Linked DNA regions of Mus musculus: all the other regions are linked to region 3. Evidence: chromatin contacts called from public Hi-C and promoter capture Hi-C data. All regions are on one chromosome and are shown on one strand. Each heading gives the region's core, a stretch centred on a gene start, on an enhancer-like site or on the middle of the called end of the contact. The rest is flanking DNA. Distances are from core to core; before and after follow the strand shown.

The links. Promoter capture Hi-C pulls out the DNA fragments that hold promoters and counts their contacts. Hi-C and Micro-C count contacts between places; a contact is called where the count stands out from the background.
Region 1: a promoter capture Hi-C map of 3T3-L1-derived adipocytes shows a contact between it and region 3, with 2.6 times the contacts expected there. The contact joins the enhancer-like site here to the promoter of Ccdc136 in region 3. A contact is called at or near these places in 7 of 39 promoter capture datasets (the 3T3-L1 cell line, 3T3-L1-derived adipocytes, the C10 cell line and 4 more), 2 of 484 Hi-C or Micro-C datasets (both in cortical neurons) and 1 of 9 other capture datasets (pancreatic islet).
Region 2: a Hi-C map of cortical neurons shows a contact between it and region 3, with 4 times the contacts expected there. The contact joins the enhancer-like site here to the promoter of Ccdc136 in region 3. A contact is called at or near these places in 4 of 39 promoter capture datasets (the 3T3-L1 cell line, hippocampal neurons and liver), 2 of 484 Hi-C or Micro-C datasets (both in cortical neurons), 2 of 115 datasets of contacts at active chromatin or transcription factors (astrocytes and pancreatic cancer cells) and 2 of 9 other capture datasets (adipose tissue and liver).
Region 4: a promoter capture Hi-C map of liver shows a contact between it and region 3, with 5 times the contacts expected there. The contact joins the promoter of 1700095J07Rik here to the promoter of Ccdc136 in region 3. A contact is called at or near these places in 13 of 39 promoter capture datasets (the 3T3-L1 cell line, HPC-7-derived erythroid cells, cranial neural crest and 7 more) and 1 of 115 datasets of contacts at active chromatin or transcription factors (pancreatic cancer cells).
Region 5: a contact with region 3 is called in a promoter capture Hi-C map of liver, with 6 times the contacts expected there. The contact joins the promoter of Strip2 here to the promoter of Ccdc136 in region 3. A contact is called at or near these places in 6 of 39 promoter capture datasets (the 3T3-L1 cell line, hippocampal neurons, liver and 2 more) and 1 of 115 datasets of contacts at active chromatin or transcription factors (embryonic stem cells).

The regions. Positions count from the first base shown.
Region 1 is chr6:29,939,251-29,942,082 of GRCm38.p6, reverse strand. It overlaps Strip2 (striatin interacting protein 2), which reads right to left. Exons shown (of 21, transcript NM_177204.3): 17 at 144-244. Among named protein-coding and RNA genes, the nearest start is that of Strip2, 24 kb to the right of the region's middle. Within about 2 kb of position 1,497, at least 36 of the 459 cell types and tissues checked have an H3K27ac peak or open chromatin away from gene starts, as enhancers often do. A contact at or near this core is called in 3T3-L1-derived adipocytes, where this site is marked.
Region 2 is chr6:30,077,759-30,080,458 of GRCm38.p6, reverse strand. The region is part of intron 1 of Nrf1 (nuclear respiratory factor 1); the gene reads right to left. Among named protein-coding and RNA genes, the nearest start is that of Nrf1, 31 kb to the right of the region's middle. Within about 2 kb of position 1,343, at least 21 of the 459 cell types and tissues checked have an H3K27ac peak or open chromatin away from gene starts, as enhancers often do. A contact at or near this core is called in cortical neurons, where this site is marked.
Region 3 is chr6:29,395,053-29,397,868 of GRCm38.p6, reverse strand. Ccdc136 (coiled-coil domain containing 136) reads right to left here and starts at 1,294. Exons shown (of 18, transcript NM_001347071.1): 1 at 1,127-1,294; 2 at 283-390. The coding sequence starts at 1,184.
Region 4 is chr6:30,303,225-30,305,924 of GRCm38.p6, reverse strand. It overlaps 1700095J07Rik (RIKEN cDNA 1700095J07 gene), which reads right to left and starts at 1,310. Exons shown (of 2, transcript NR_166056.1): 1 at 836-1,310. Ube2h (ubiquitin-conjugating enzyme E2H) reads left to right here and starts at 1,386. Exons shown (of 7, transcript NM_009459.3): 1 at 1,386-1,873. The coding sequence starts at 1,821.
Region 5 is chr6:29,915,625-29,918,324 of GRCm38.p6, reverse strand. It overlaps Strip2 (striatin interacting protein 2), which reads right to left and starts at 1,312. Exons shown (of 21, transcript NM_177204.3): 1 at 1,095-1,312. The coding sequence starts at 1,250.

The sequences.
Region 1 (2,832 bases), core at 248-2,747, 540 kb before region 3:
TCATGTAAACAAACAAACAAACAAATCTTTAAAAGAAAAAGAAAGGAGGGACTAATGATATAAGAAGAAATTAAAGGTGCAGAGATGAAGGAATTTTCTCAGTTATCCAAAGTACTCCCTTGAAATCCGTCCAGAGCCCATACCTGTTTTTGGCAGTGATATAGGACAGGATGTTTTGATTGAAGAACTTCAGGATCAAGGGGATGCAGTTGGCAAACACTAAATGTTGTGATACATATTCAAACTGAATTAAAAGATCAAAGCAGAAAAGTTTGCTTATTTGGGGGAAGATATGAAGCATGTATTTGAAAAAAAAAAAGACAGGAAAGTACAAATATAAATCCACTCATAAGAATATCTACTGTCGCCGGACGTGGTGGCGCAGGTCTTTAATCCCAGCACTCGGGAGGCAGAGGCAGGCAGATTTCTGAGTTCGAGGCCAGCCTGGTCTACAAAGTGAGTTCCAGGACAGCCAGGGCTACACAGAGAAACATTGTCTCGAAAAACCAAAAAAAAAAAAAAAAAAAAGAATATCTACTGTCTATTGTTTTATCAGTCTGTCAGTCTCTGAAATGGGGATACTCACATTCAGCCAGCCTATCTTACTTACAGACTATCTTATAATCTGCAGTGGATGCTACTAGCTTTTGATCAAAAACACAGTAAACATACAAGAAAGAAAGAAAAAACAACAAGCATACTCTACAAAAAAAAAAGCAAGAATTGCTGTGACTTTTTTTCCTAAGCCCAGTGGGAAAGAAAGCCTCCCTGAGGGAGCTGGTTTCCATACTCAAGGTCTGGGTTGTAATGCTTCAGCTGTGACTGATATACAGGGACAGGTGCCGCTACCTCTTGGCAACTGCTGGCATCAGTCAAGCTGGAGACAGCACATAGTAACCACTGGAATGTGGTTTCAGTACTCTGTCCAGTACGGGGCCTTATTTCTAATACTTAGACTATCAATGTGTCAGTGAATGAATGAACAAGAGCCTCTTCAGCCAGTCCAGGATGCCTTTGATGAGATAAATACCAGTACTAGGGCTTCTATTTGGCTCTCTTAAATCCATATGGGGTCCATGTCCAGGGAGACCTACTGGGGTAAGTGGCAATAAGAACAAAGGTATAGAGTTAGTCACCCTGGATTTTGTTTATGATGTACGGAGGAACACCAGAAACAAAGGATGCCTCCAAATCTGAGCCTAAGCATGCTGGGACAGTACAGAAACAAGGTAGAAAAGGCAGAGAACTATGGTGTTTTAAAACTGTATCTCTGTGTCATCTGCAAGAAGTAGCCATGGCAGAAGGGTAAGCTGCTTTCTGTTCCCGAGTATGTGGTTAGAGGTGGGAGTCAGCTTATGTCATAACTGCTTCTCTCTCCTAATTGGCATTTCCTCCCTGGAAGCCACCCAAAAGTATTTTCCAAGTTCTAGATAAAGGAGCTAGTACATACGTACTACTGAAAGTGGGAAGTTTTAAAACTCTGAGCTCTGTTCAGGCTTTGTCTGGACTTCCCCACGCTGACACACACTGTGGCCCGGCCATTCAGGACATCTCTCAGTCTGGCTATAGATCTATCTACTGCCCTTCAAGAGAAACACTGGGAAACACATCCTAGTGGATGCTGCTCAGCAAACACAGGATAAAGCCACAGTCTCAGCCCGTGCCGGCCTTCCCTGAACACGACTCTTTCTTTTATCAGGCTTTATTTTGAGTGCTTAGTTGGAAAATGGTGTAAGGCCTCAGGGCAGAAATGAGAAGGGTTCCATATTCCCAGGCTCTCTAAAGGAGAAGCTTCCATTCACTTGTCTGCATCTTGTCCTTGTACCTTGGTAATGCCTACAGCCCAAGGCAAACAATGCCTTTGTGGGAAAGCAAAGCAAAGTCTTGACTTTAACCCTAATCTCCCCACTTGAGATAAACCAGAGTGCAGTCTCAGAAGGCAGAGGTAGGAGGATCTCTGTGACTTTGAGGCCATCCTAGTCTACATAATGAGTTCCAGGACAGCTACACAGTGAGACTCTGTCTCAAAACCAAACCAAACCAGCAATAACAACTAAAGAAAAAAATTACCCAAAAATGCCACCAGTCCCCACCCCCCCCCCAAAAAAAACCAGGGATAAAATAAGGATTCCTAGAGGTGAGAAGCTCACAAAAGCTCTGTTGGATGTCAAGCACAATATAGGTATTTCATAATCATGTGTTATCAGATATACGATCCCTGATGATCCCTGTGGCTTCACATATCAGCCGATCATCTCTATCACCCCACTCAGAGGCAGAACTCCAGCAACATTTAATTAGTTTCCAAAAGCTCTCTGCTGTTTCACCTCTGAGCTTTCACATATTGGACTTTCTGCTTGAGCTGGGTTTTCTCTTTCCTGATAAGTCTCATTTCCTGGCTAACATCTGTTTCTCTGAGACTTAGGTTAAAAGTCAACTCTTCTCTACCTCAGGTTGGATTAGGTATTTCAACAGTGCCTATCTGTATCACACCACTCTACAAGTGGGCGTTTATGGATCTGTTACAAGACTGTGTGGCTTGTAAGAGTCTGATCTGTGTCTCATTTAGAATTAGATCTGATTCAGAATAGTGCTTCACTTACAGACAAGTATGGCCAATGTGCCCAGGGACCTTTCTTGAATGGCTGAACTGATTCTAACTAGCTAGGAGTATTCTTAAGAATCCCTAGCCAGACCTGGAGCTAACTTACAAAGAATATAGACTTTTGTATCTTTCTAGGATGGCTCCCCACATCCCACTCCATATCCCACCATACACTCATGCCACAAGTAGCTGGACTCTCTCATTCAGGACAAACAAAGGCCAAGTAA
Region 2 (2,700 bases), core at 94-2,593, 680 kb before region 3:
ACCAACCCCTGAAACTACAGTTCCAAGTGAGGCATCTGTTGTGGGTACCGGAAACCAAAATCTAGTCCTCTGGAATTCTCCTACTGCTAAACTGTTTCATTTCTCTAGGCCCTATAACAACTTTTATTAAAGTACCTACTGAAAGGCTGAGTCAATAAGAAAGTAGGCAGTGCCATTTTTTAAAAAGGAACAGTCGCATTCTAGCAAGAACCGTCAAGGGCTAAGTAAAGCAACGCCGTGAGGACAGGGCTGTCAGGCAGTGTGAAGGACACAGTCTTTAGGCTCCAGAATGACAGAAAAGTGCTACAGCTTGAGAAAGCACATGGCATGGGACAGAGGTGACAATGAACACCCAGACAGCAGACACTGAGGGAGTTTGTAACCAAAGCCAACACAGCCCTCTGTGTTCAATCTTTCACACCAGATTCTTTAAGCAACTTACTACACAAAAATGTGGCTAATGCTCACCCACCTGTCAGAGGGGAAGCACTCTTCTACTCTCAGTACTGCAGCACCGCTTACAGCCAGTATCTGGCACAGAACCCCCAATGAAATAGGTGACAATGATAAAAAGAATTAGGAAGATGTATTTTTTGTCAAGTACAGTGCGTAGCACAGGCCTTTAATACCAGCCCTCAGGAGGCAAAGGCATGTAGATCTCTATGAGTTCCAACCAGCTAGAGCTACATAGTAAGACCCTGCTTCAAGAAAAAGATAGAAAGGGAAATAAACATGGGTCGCCAAAGCTTTCTATGCCTTGTTTAGAAGGCTATGGAAGGGAAGTATGAGCAATCACTTGGTGACTGAGTCCAACACAGCTAGCTACTCTGGCTCTTCCAGCTTGGTCGGCAAGCACGGTAAGTTCCAGGCCAGTCAAGGATACATAGTAAGACCCTGTCTCAAGAGAGGCAGGGGTAGGGAGGAAGGGAGGAAGGGAAGAAGGGAGGGAGGGAGGGAGGGAGGGAGGGAGGGAGGGAGGGAGGGAAGTAGGGAAAGAAGGAAAAGAAAATACATTTCAAACACATAAATGCTTAAAAGGCAGGCGAGTGGCTAAAGCTATACCTGTTTTGGGAAGGCTGTAGAGGGGAAGTTTGGTGTGATTAACCAACCACTTGGTGACTGGGTCTGAATACAGCTGCTTGGCTCTTTTTGTAGAATAATTGTTTGTCTGCAGCTGCTCCCAAATTACCAAAAATCAAATAAATAGCTGTCATGTGATAGCAGGATTAAAGGCTGCCTCAATTTCCATTAAGGAGAAATAACATAAATGGCCACAAGCACCGCCCCTCAGTCTGAGACCAGCACAAAGGCCACTTTTATTCAGACCCCGTACACTGTGAAATAGCATTGTGGCCTGGCTGCTTCTGGGGCAGGCCTCCCTTAATTCTGCTGGATCTGTCACCATACAATCAACACTCACGGAAAGCTGTTTCCTAATTTCTGAAAAACAGTTCAATGCATGAATTTTCTTCTCTCTCTCTCTCTCTCTCTCTCTCTCCCTCATTGGTTCTTTGTTGTTTTGTTAGTTTTTTTGTTGTTGTCGTTTTTGTTTGTTTGTTTTTTTGAGACACAGTCTCACTATGTAGCTCTGGCTGTCCTGGAACTCACTATGCAGACCAGGCCTGCCTCGAACACACAGAAATCCACCTGCCTCTCTGTCTCTTGGGTGCTGGGATTAAAGAAAGGCATGAGCTACCACAGCAACCTCTTTGGGGAGTGTCACTACATAAAACAAGCTGGCCTTGTACTCAGTAGCTAACCTTGAGCACCAGACCTTGCTGACTCCACACCCCTGTGCTGGGTTGTAGGTATAGGCTCAATGATACTGTCATGACTTTAAATTGAGATAACTGGGGGCTGGTGAGATGGCTCGGTGGGTAAGAGCCCCCGACTGCTCTTCCAAAGGTCCGGAGTTCAAATCCCAGCAACCACATGGTCGCTCACAACCATCTGGAGATCTGACTCCCTCTTCTGGAGTGTCTGAAGACAGCTACAGTGTACTTACATATAATAAATAAATAATAATAATAATAAAAACATTAAAAACACACAACACACACATACACACAACCAGAAAAACAAAAACAAAAACAAATGTGAGATCTAAATTGAGATAACTGAGCCAATGAGTTCTTTTCTGCATAAAATTAGGAGGTTAGCTCAATTAGTACACTGCTTGCTGTAGGAACTGAAACCCACCCACCCACATACAAGTGGGCGTGGCAGGCAGCACCTGTGACTATGATCCCAGTCCTGGGGACAAGGATAGGGTCTTAGAGGAGTGGAGCTCTGGAGTTGGGAATCCCTGAAGCTCTCTGGCCAGTCAGCCTTCCCCGATGGATGAGATCCATGTTTAATAAGATTCCCTATCTCAAAAAGTAAGGGGAGCAATGCAGGAAGGCACCCAAAGTCAACTTTGGGACCACACCCACAGGCGTGTGTGCACACCTACACAAGTGTGTACACGCGTATGCAAATGCATGTGTACCTACGAGCATGTGCAAATATACATGAACAAGTACATAAGCCACACAAAAAAACCATGGGAGTTATAGATTAGAGTTAGAGATATTATAAATGCCAATGCCATTCATTCATCTGGAATCTGCAATTCAATCCCTTATTCATTCATTCATTCATTCATTCAACAAATATGAGTTCTTGTAAGACATTATAATATCACTTTAGAGTGCATATTCT
Region 3 (2,816 bases), core at 45-2,544:
CCGAAAGCCTGTTTCCAGGCTGGGTTGAGCAGGGCCTCTCTCTGTCTGGCAGCTTCCCGGGACACACAACCTGGTTAGCTGGGTGATTGGCGCCCCAAAGGGATGTGCCCAAACTTCCCACAATGCCTGAGCCCAGGGGAGGCTTGGAGCTCAGCCACCAGGGAGGAGGGGCCTGAGATGAAGTGAGGGGAGGGCCCTGTTCTGGCTCAGAGTTCTGGGGTCAGGGAAGGAAGAAGGGAGCTACGGAGTAGGGCGATAGAAAGCCTTTTTCAGAAAACTCACCGTCCATAGCTTGCATCCCACGGCGCTCCAGAGACCCCCAGCGTTGGCCTTTCTTCCTCTCACAACCCTCAGATACCTCATAGGAGCCTAAAGTGGTTACTGTGGGTCCTGTGAGCCGGGAGAAAGTAAGAACTGTAGGAATAGAGGGGCCTGGGGCTGAGGGGAAAGAAAGGGACGTGCATTCTTATATGGGAGCCCCGGAATTTGCAATCACACTGGAGAAGCCTGACTCACTCTGCCCAGCTCTGTGATTCTATTCCCTCAGCCACCTCTCATGCCTATGGAGGGGACCCCAGTCCGGCGCGGCCCAACCTCAGCACCCCTGTTCCCGGCTCCTCTCCCTCGCTCAGACAGAAGAGGGTGAGTGTTTGTTTAGCTTGGGGCATAAGAAGAGGGGTAGGGTGGGAACTAGGAAAGAAGGTTTTGGGAGGATCCTATATAGCAAAGCAGAGAAGGGAGGGGTGGCCGGCTCAGGAGAGGAGAGAAGGGGCTCTAAACTAGGCCGTTTCTCTTTCTCTCCCCTTCCCTCCCTCACCAAACCTCGCCCACCCCACCCTCTCCCGGTGGTCAAGAGCTTTGATGAACTAGAAGGGTGCAGGCTCTAGAGACAACTCCCCCGCCCCCCTCGTGAGCTGGAAACACAATCGGGCTGGAGAGACTAACTGGGGAGCGCTTGGGGAGTGACCGCTGGGAAGGGACAACCCAGGTCGAAAGATGGAGAGCAGTATCCGGTGGAGGCCAGGGTGAAGGGAGCCGACTCAGTACCAGGAGCACCTGGGGGTCAGAAGGAAGGAGAGCCGTAGGGGGAAGGAGCATAGGGAGCTGAGAGAGAGGCCGCTCTGACCTGGGCCAGGGCAGCTCCAGCCCGCGGCTCCCGCGCCGGCCCCGCCGCCTGCCTCCATGGCTGCTCCCGCCGCCGCCGCCGCCTCCCGAGCAGAAGCCGCAGCCTCCGGGCCGGGGACCGGGAGCCCGGTGCGCAGGGAGGAGAGAGGGCGGGCCGAGAGGGCGGGGCCTGGCCTGGCCACCTGACGCGAGTGCCCGCCTGTGGCCGCCCGGAAACCCTCCCCCAGTCCCCGGCTCCAGACCCAGTGAGGACCAGCAAAAGAGGTTCAAAACACGTCACTAAAGTGCCCCAGGCTCGTCCGAGGCAGCTTCAGGTCTGCTGCGCCTGAAAAGCGGACGTGAGCTACCGGGTCTTGAGGATGCGCCCAAGGAGTGCTAGCATGGCTTGGTTCTGGCTGCAGAACCCACCCTGGGTCCGCCACGCCTAGGGACCTCAGGGGCTAGTCTTGACGGATGATAGAACCGGGGGGGGGGTGGGGGTGGGGGGGGATGGACTGTTTCCTGCAGATGCGCAAACACACGCGCACTTCCTTGGTTCCCACACAGAGCCAGCGTCCCCATCCCCGCAGTCCACAGAACCCATCCCTCCGGGTAGCCTCAAGCGCCCCAGAGCTACTGCAGGGCTGGCGGATAGTTGAGACCTGCATGTGCCAAGTGCTAGGTGGTGGTACATCACTGCTTTCCCCGAAATCCCACCCAGCCAGAGCTCTCCTCCCAGTGTACCAAGTCCCTCTTTCTTCCCAGCCCTTTGAGCCACGCCCTCTGTGACCTGTGCAGTGTGGGCATCATTGATGTTCCCTGTAACAAGAAATGTGGGAAACCACGAAGCTTTTTTTCAACTTTTCATCTATTTATTCAAGAGATGAACTTGGTCTTGAGGCAGATTTGACATCTCAGCAGGTCTCATTTAGGTCAGAAGTGGATACTCAGGAATCTGCTCCCCGAGTTATAATCGTGGAGAGATTTCTAAGCTTGGTACCTCACACCAGTTCTTTCTCATGTATTCTCACTCCTAAAGTTTGGGCATGGCTTGGCTGGGTTCAACTCCCCAGGCTACTGGGCTCTCAAGCCCTCCATGTTCCTCAGGAATGAAGCAATTCCCTGCACATCTCAGGCTTATCAGTAATTTCAGCATTGTGTTGAGAGTTACTCTCCAGACACCCCATCCCTTCCTTTTTTTAGACTCTCCTGCTGTGCTCTTCTGACCCTCTGGGCAGCATCAGAGTATTGCCTGCTGTTAAGGTTGGGAAGTATCCTAGTTATCTTTGTATCTTCAGTATCAAAGTACCTGACTCATGGAGTAAATGAGTAACATGGAGCTTCCGACTAAGTTAACAACGCCTTCATCATTTATCCCAGATTTTTAACTCATGAATTTAAACTCACGTTCCCTATTAACAATGATGTCTGCCAGGCAGTGATGGCTCACACCTTTAATCCCAGCACCTGGGAGTCAGAGGCAGGCGGATCTATATGATTTAGAAGCCAGCCTGGTCTACCGAGTTAGTTCCAGGACAGCCAAGGCTACACAGAGAAACCCTGTCTCAAAAACCAAAAACCAACAAAACAAAAAAGTCCAGAAGTCAGTAGTAATTCCTCCCCCCGACCCCCAGCCTGATAATCAGAAAAATGAAGAATTATTTGTTTTCACCTTCTCCCCAGAGGTCAAGCTCCCACTTTAGACCCATGGC
Region 4 (2,700 bases), core at 61-2,560, 910 kb before region 3:
GTTTTGTTTTGTTTTCTTCCTTCAATGAAGTGATCAGATAAAGGTGGCTAGAAGTCTTTTCATACCCGTCTGCTGACAGATTTCTCCTAGGAGAAAGCAATGGATAGTCTTTTTTTCTCCCCAGAACATAGAGTGGAAGTTACCAGGGGCTGGTGGGATGGGGAGGAGGGGTTATTCTTTTAAGGGCACATGATTTCTGTCTGGATTGATGAAAAGGTTCAGGAAATGAGCACTAGTCATACTTGCACAATATTTAATGGTTTTTTGCTGTTGCATTGAATATTTAAATATGGTTAACATTGTATATTTTATATGTATGTTACAACTAAAAAAAAAAAAATAGCTGGCATTTTGAAGGGTAGAAAGATAGGAGCAAATGATCTTCAATTTAGCCCTCAGTACCTGACCTGACAAAGTCCAAGTGTGTGTCATAGAGAAAAGACAATAGATAAAGCTTTTGAGGATACTTGGCACTATTCTGCCTCTTTTACCTTGTTGCTCCTTAGGTTTACAGTACTTTTGAGCCCTGTAGAGCAGTATATCTCAGACTTCACTGTTCAGGGAACTGTCTGAGAACTTAGTTCAACTGCATATGTTAATTGAGTAGGCCTAAGGCCCTTCTAGAGGCATTCCTTCCTAGTTCTCAAATGATGCTGACACTCTGGTCCATTCTGGGAGAGCTGTGTAAATTTCATCTTCATCTACACTGTATCCTCAGAGTCATGAACTGATATAGGAGTTCAGAGGGCAGAACTGTGTCTTTGTTCTGCATTATAACTTATTTAGGGTGCTTCTATCAGTCACCTTTGTGATTTTAAAAAGGACCTCAACTTACCTCAAATTCTGTAGAATGAGGATGTTAGTATCAAATTATTTCTGTTCTTTGCTGCTTCTACTGCAGTTCCGGAGTTGTTGACCTTGTTTGCATAGAGGGTAAATGAACCCTGTTTGCAAGCTCTGGGGAAGCCTTACTGTAGTCTAAATCCCTGCAAACCAATTCCCTCTGAAGAGGGAGCAGAGTGGAGAGAACATGCTGGTGTGGGAATTTCCAGATTTGGACGCCAGTCTGAGTAATTGCCACTTTGGCCTCCTCCATATCCAAACAGCCTTTGCAGCACTGTTGAGAGGGTGGTACATAAAGTATGAATGTAATCATACTGCCATTATTTACTACCGTCGTTTATGTTGATGGTAACGACACTGGCAGTTGATCGATGAAGTGTGTGAGGAGGTTGGGGGAGGGGGCGGAGGGAATGCACGATGGCAGGAGAAAGAGGAACTACATCTCCCAGAACTCCCCTGACAAGCTTACACCGCGACGACGATGCTCCTCCCCTCCCACCGGCGCCCCGCCCCTCAGATGACGTCACAGAGGTGACATCACGGCGCCTAGAGCGAGGCTAGGGTAGAGAGGCCGACCGAGCTGGAGTCGTCGGCTTGTGGAGGAAGCAGCTGGGAGCTGGCGAGAGCGTGAGCGAGCGGGCGGGCAGGCGAACGAGCTAGCGCAGGCGGGAGGGAGCGGCGCACGGCGCGGAGCAGCGGCAGCCCGGGCCGCGGCGGAGCCTCAGTCGGAGGGCAGCCCGAGCGGGCGCCTCGGTCCCCGCCCCCACTCGGCGGGGCAGTGCCCGGTGTTCCCCCGTGCGGGGGGCGGCGGCTGAGCGGACCCCACGGGACCGCGCGGGTGTTGCCACCTCGGCCGAGGAGCCGGCGAGGCCGCGGGGCCCTGCGAGCTGGGCCCGGAGCCCGTGACAGACGGGCCAAGGAGGGGAGAGAGGCGGCGGCGGCGCAGGCGACGGGGAGGCAGCGGCAGCGGCGACACCATGTCATCCCCCAGTCCCGGCAAGAGGCGGATGGACACGGACGTAGTCAAGCTGTATCCTTCATGGAGGGGAATTCGGACTGCGTGTGGGGCGGGTGGGGGTGCCCACTCGAGGGCTCCGGGGCACTCCAGGCCACTGGCCGCGCCTCCCCTCCCTCCCCCAGTGCCTACGGCGGCCCCTTGGCACCTCCCCGGAGCCGAGGGCTTTTTCAGTCCCCCTTTATCTGCAGCCCCCCGAGATGTGCGTTGTTCTTCGCCTTCCTTGCACTCCCCCCCCACCCCCAGCCCCTGACTTTCCCTCTACGACGTTTGGATTCCTAAGACGGCCCTTTCTTAGGGGTGTGTGTGGGGGTATAACTAGACGCCTCCTTCGTCACCGGGAGCTCATCTTCAGGGTCTTTGCTTCCTGTTTGCTAGCTTTGGGTTTATGGGTTCATTATAGAAATTCCTGAGAGGGAAGCCTTTCTCTCTCTCTCTCTTTCTCTCTCTCTCGGGTGTCCCTGTTCCTTCCAGTCACAGTGCTGCTTAAACTGGGGTAACTCAAGCAACCTTCTTTATCCCTAATTCCTTTCTATATTAGGAAGAGAGTAGCCTGCCCAGGGCCCCCTCTTGTAATAAAGAGCTCCGTGTGTTTTAAATCAGACACTCCTGTTAAGCCTTCTGGTCTGGAGAACCTTCCTGTTTTTCTTTCTACTCACAAAGCCTATCCCACTCATAGTGCATGCAGTGAGGACCCCCAGGCCCTCTTAGCAGGCAGGCCACCCTCCATATTGTGGAACTGACAGCTGGGACGAAGGAGAGAAAGGAGCTCCCCGAACAAAATAGCCACTTGAGCAAAACTCCCTCTGAGGATATGGTTCTTGGGGACTGCTTGCCCTGAT
Region 5 (2,700 bases), core at 63-2,562, 520 kb before region 3:
AGTGTCTGATCTCAGGAGAGTTGGTTTTATCTCTTTTACCTTTTGTCTCTAGATGACCAGACCCCTTTTCTGCTGCTGGGGATCAATTTAGAGTCTTGTGTAAGCTACACAAGCACTCCATCACTGAGCCACATCCCCCCAACTCCGTGGCTTCTACGTAGTAAAATGAAAGGTTAGGCTCACTGTGGTAGCATATTTTGTAATCCTAACACCTGAAAAACAGAGGCAGGAGGATCAAAGCTCTCCTCAGTTACACAGTGAGTTCAAGCCCAGCCAGGGCAAGTTGTCAATAGACGTTGCCATGGGCTGTCTCAAATAATTAAATCCAGATGAAATCGAATCAAATAAAGGCTAAACCAGATGACCTTCACATCCCCTTCCACATACATTTCGTTCCCCCTGAGTCCCTGCTTGTATGCAGTTTTGCTCTTGGTTGATAGATGGAATATGGCTAGATAAAATGTAGGGGAATAATAATAATTCATTCCTTTCCATGTCCCAAGTTAGTTTTTTTTGGTTTTGGTTTTGTTTTTTTCCTAAGAAAAGGTGGAAGATATTTAAATAGCCATCCCATTAGCTGCATCCTGGGACTGCTACTCTCAAACGTCGCCCTGGTCCTATCCCAGCTTGAATCCTGTCTTTCAACCCTCCTAGAAAAGGGGCGAGCTGTTCGCGGAAGGCGCTCCCTAAGCCACCGCCATCACCCGAGGGCAGGAGATATAGCAAGGGGAAGGCTGGTGCTCCAGGCTGGTCTGGTCCAGTCCAGTGCCAGTTGCTGCAGTGTGAAGAGGGAGGGCGTGCTGCCCGCCAGCCCACCCTCCCCTCCCGCGGCAGAGCTCGGGCTCCCGCCCCTCCGTCCAGTCCCTGCACCTCTATGCGCTGGTTCCCCATCGGTACACCGGGATCCAAATTCCGGCTTCACCGGGCGGCAGCTGTCAAGTATCTGGAAAGTATCTGTTACGCTCTTCGCGCCGGTTAGGAAAACCGCAGGCCAAGGCAAGAAAGCGGGCGACCCGCAGCGGGAAGGGACCGGGCTGAGGGCCGCTCCACCTCAGCCGCCGCTTCCCGCTGGCGGATACCTCCGGGTTCCTCACCTCCGACTCCCGCCGCTGGTTGCGGAACGTTTCCCTGCCCTTGGGCACGGCCGGCTTCCCTTTGCCGCCGTTGCCGTTCCCGTTCCCATTGCCGTTCCCGTTGCCGTTGTCATTAGCAGGAGAGCCGGCGGGCCCCGGTGCCGCGGGGTCGTCCATGCTGGGAAGGTTCCCTTCAGCGGTTCGCCTCAGCGGCTCCCTACCGTAGCTCCAAGATCTCTGCCCAGGGCGACCCCGCCACAGCGCGCGCCCGGGACCAGGCCCCGCCCCCTGAACTCCGATTGGCTGTAACTACTCTCCGAGGCCCCGCCCCGAGATGCGATTGGCTAATCAGCCATCCAGAGGCGGGGGCTCTTTCAAGGAATATTTTCCCCATGGACCCCCGGCATTTTTACTGCTCAGTTGCTGGTAGCCTGGGACTAGTAGACTCCACGTCCAGCTCCACGATTCGAATTCTGAACCCTGAGCGCAAGGCGGCTTAGCTCCGTGCTGCATGCTCTTTTCAGTGCTGTTCCTGTCCCACATAGCAGCCTTTTCCTGAGAGCCCTAGTCCATCCCTGGTCCAAAGTGCCTACGTTTCGGCGGTACTAGACCCGGACCCCCTCATCCAGGCTGCTGCACGCCTGTGACATCCCGCTTTGTCGCAGAAAGGGCTTGGCCTTCAGGATAACCTGAGCCACCACACCATAAACTTACCCTCTCAGGAAGCTTTCGGAAGAGAACTCTTGGAGGAGAGAATGAGAGTTGCGGGGAGGGACCTAACTGAAATCCCTGAGGGCTGCTCCCTGTCATTTGTCCCTAGCTGTGTGGGCGCCTTCTTTTTGGTGCGAATAGATGGCAAGCTCCCACCCTCACCCGCTGCTCTTTCCTTCCCATTTCTAAAACAATCCTAATCTAAGTCTAAGATGTTGAGTTCGATCCCCGGGTCCTCACTTGGTGGAAGGAGAGAATGAACAGCCAAAAGTTGTCCTTTGACACCAGACCTCCACACATGCTCCTGGTGTCCTCCCCGATTCCCATATACAAACAAATAAATATTTAAATTGAAAAGAAAAAAAAATCCTACGCCCTAAGAGCTAAAAGTAACCAGAAGGTAACCGGGTAGTTGAAGGCTGTGGATTCGGCTCTCTCCCGAATACAATTTAAATATATTGGCAGGTCTGGCTTGACAATGGATGAAGGGAATGGGAGGGACCAAATCGCTATGGTAACCCATGACTTTAAGACAGTGAAAGGATCATTGAGTTGGGACTGTGCCAAGCGTTGTATGTGTTTTCTTGGTACCACACCTCTTCCGGACAGGTTATTTTTTACGAATCCAGTTTTTATTGATGAGGAAATTCTGAAGCACAGAGAACACCCAAGGATTACATTAAGTCTTGTCTCAGTGTGGTAAGTATGCTGCTCTATAGAAGAAACTTCCGTTCACTTGGTTTACTTCAGTCTTGGCGTTTCAATTGCTGTGATAAAAATCCATGACCAAAAGTAACTTGGGTAAGAGAGGGTTTGTTTCATCTGATAGCCTACAGCTCATTACCTAGGGAAGCAGGAACTGTGCTTTCTGGCTTGTCCCTCCTCGCTTTTTAATACAACTGCTTACAGTGAGCCA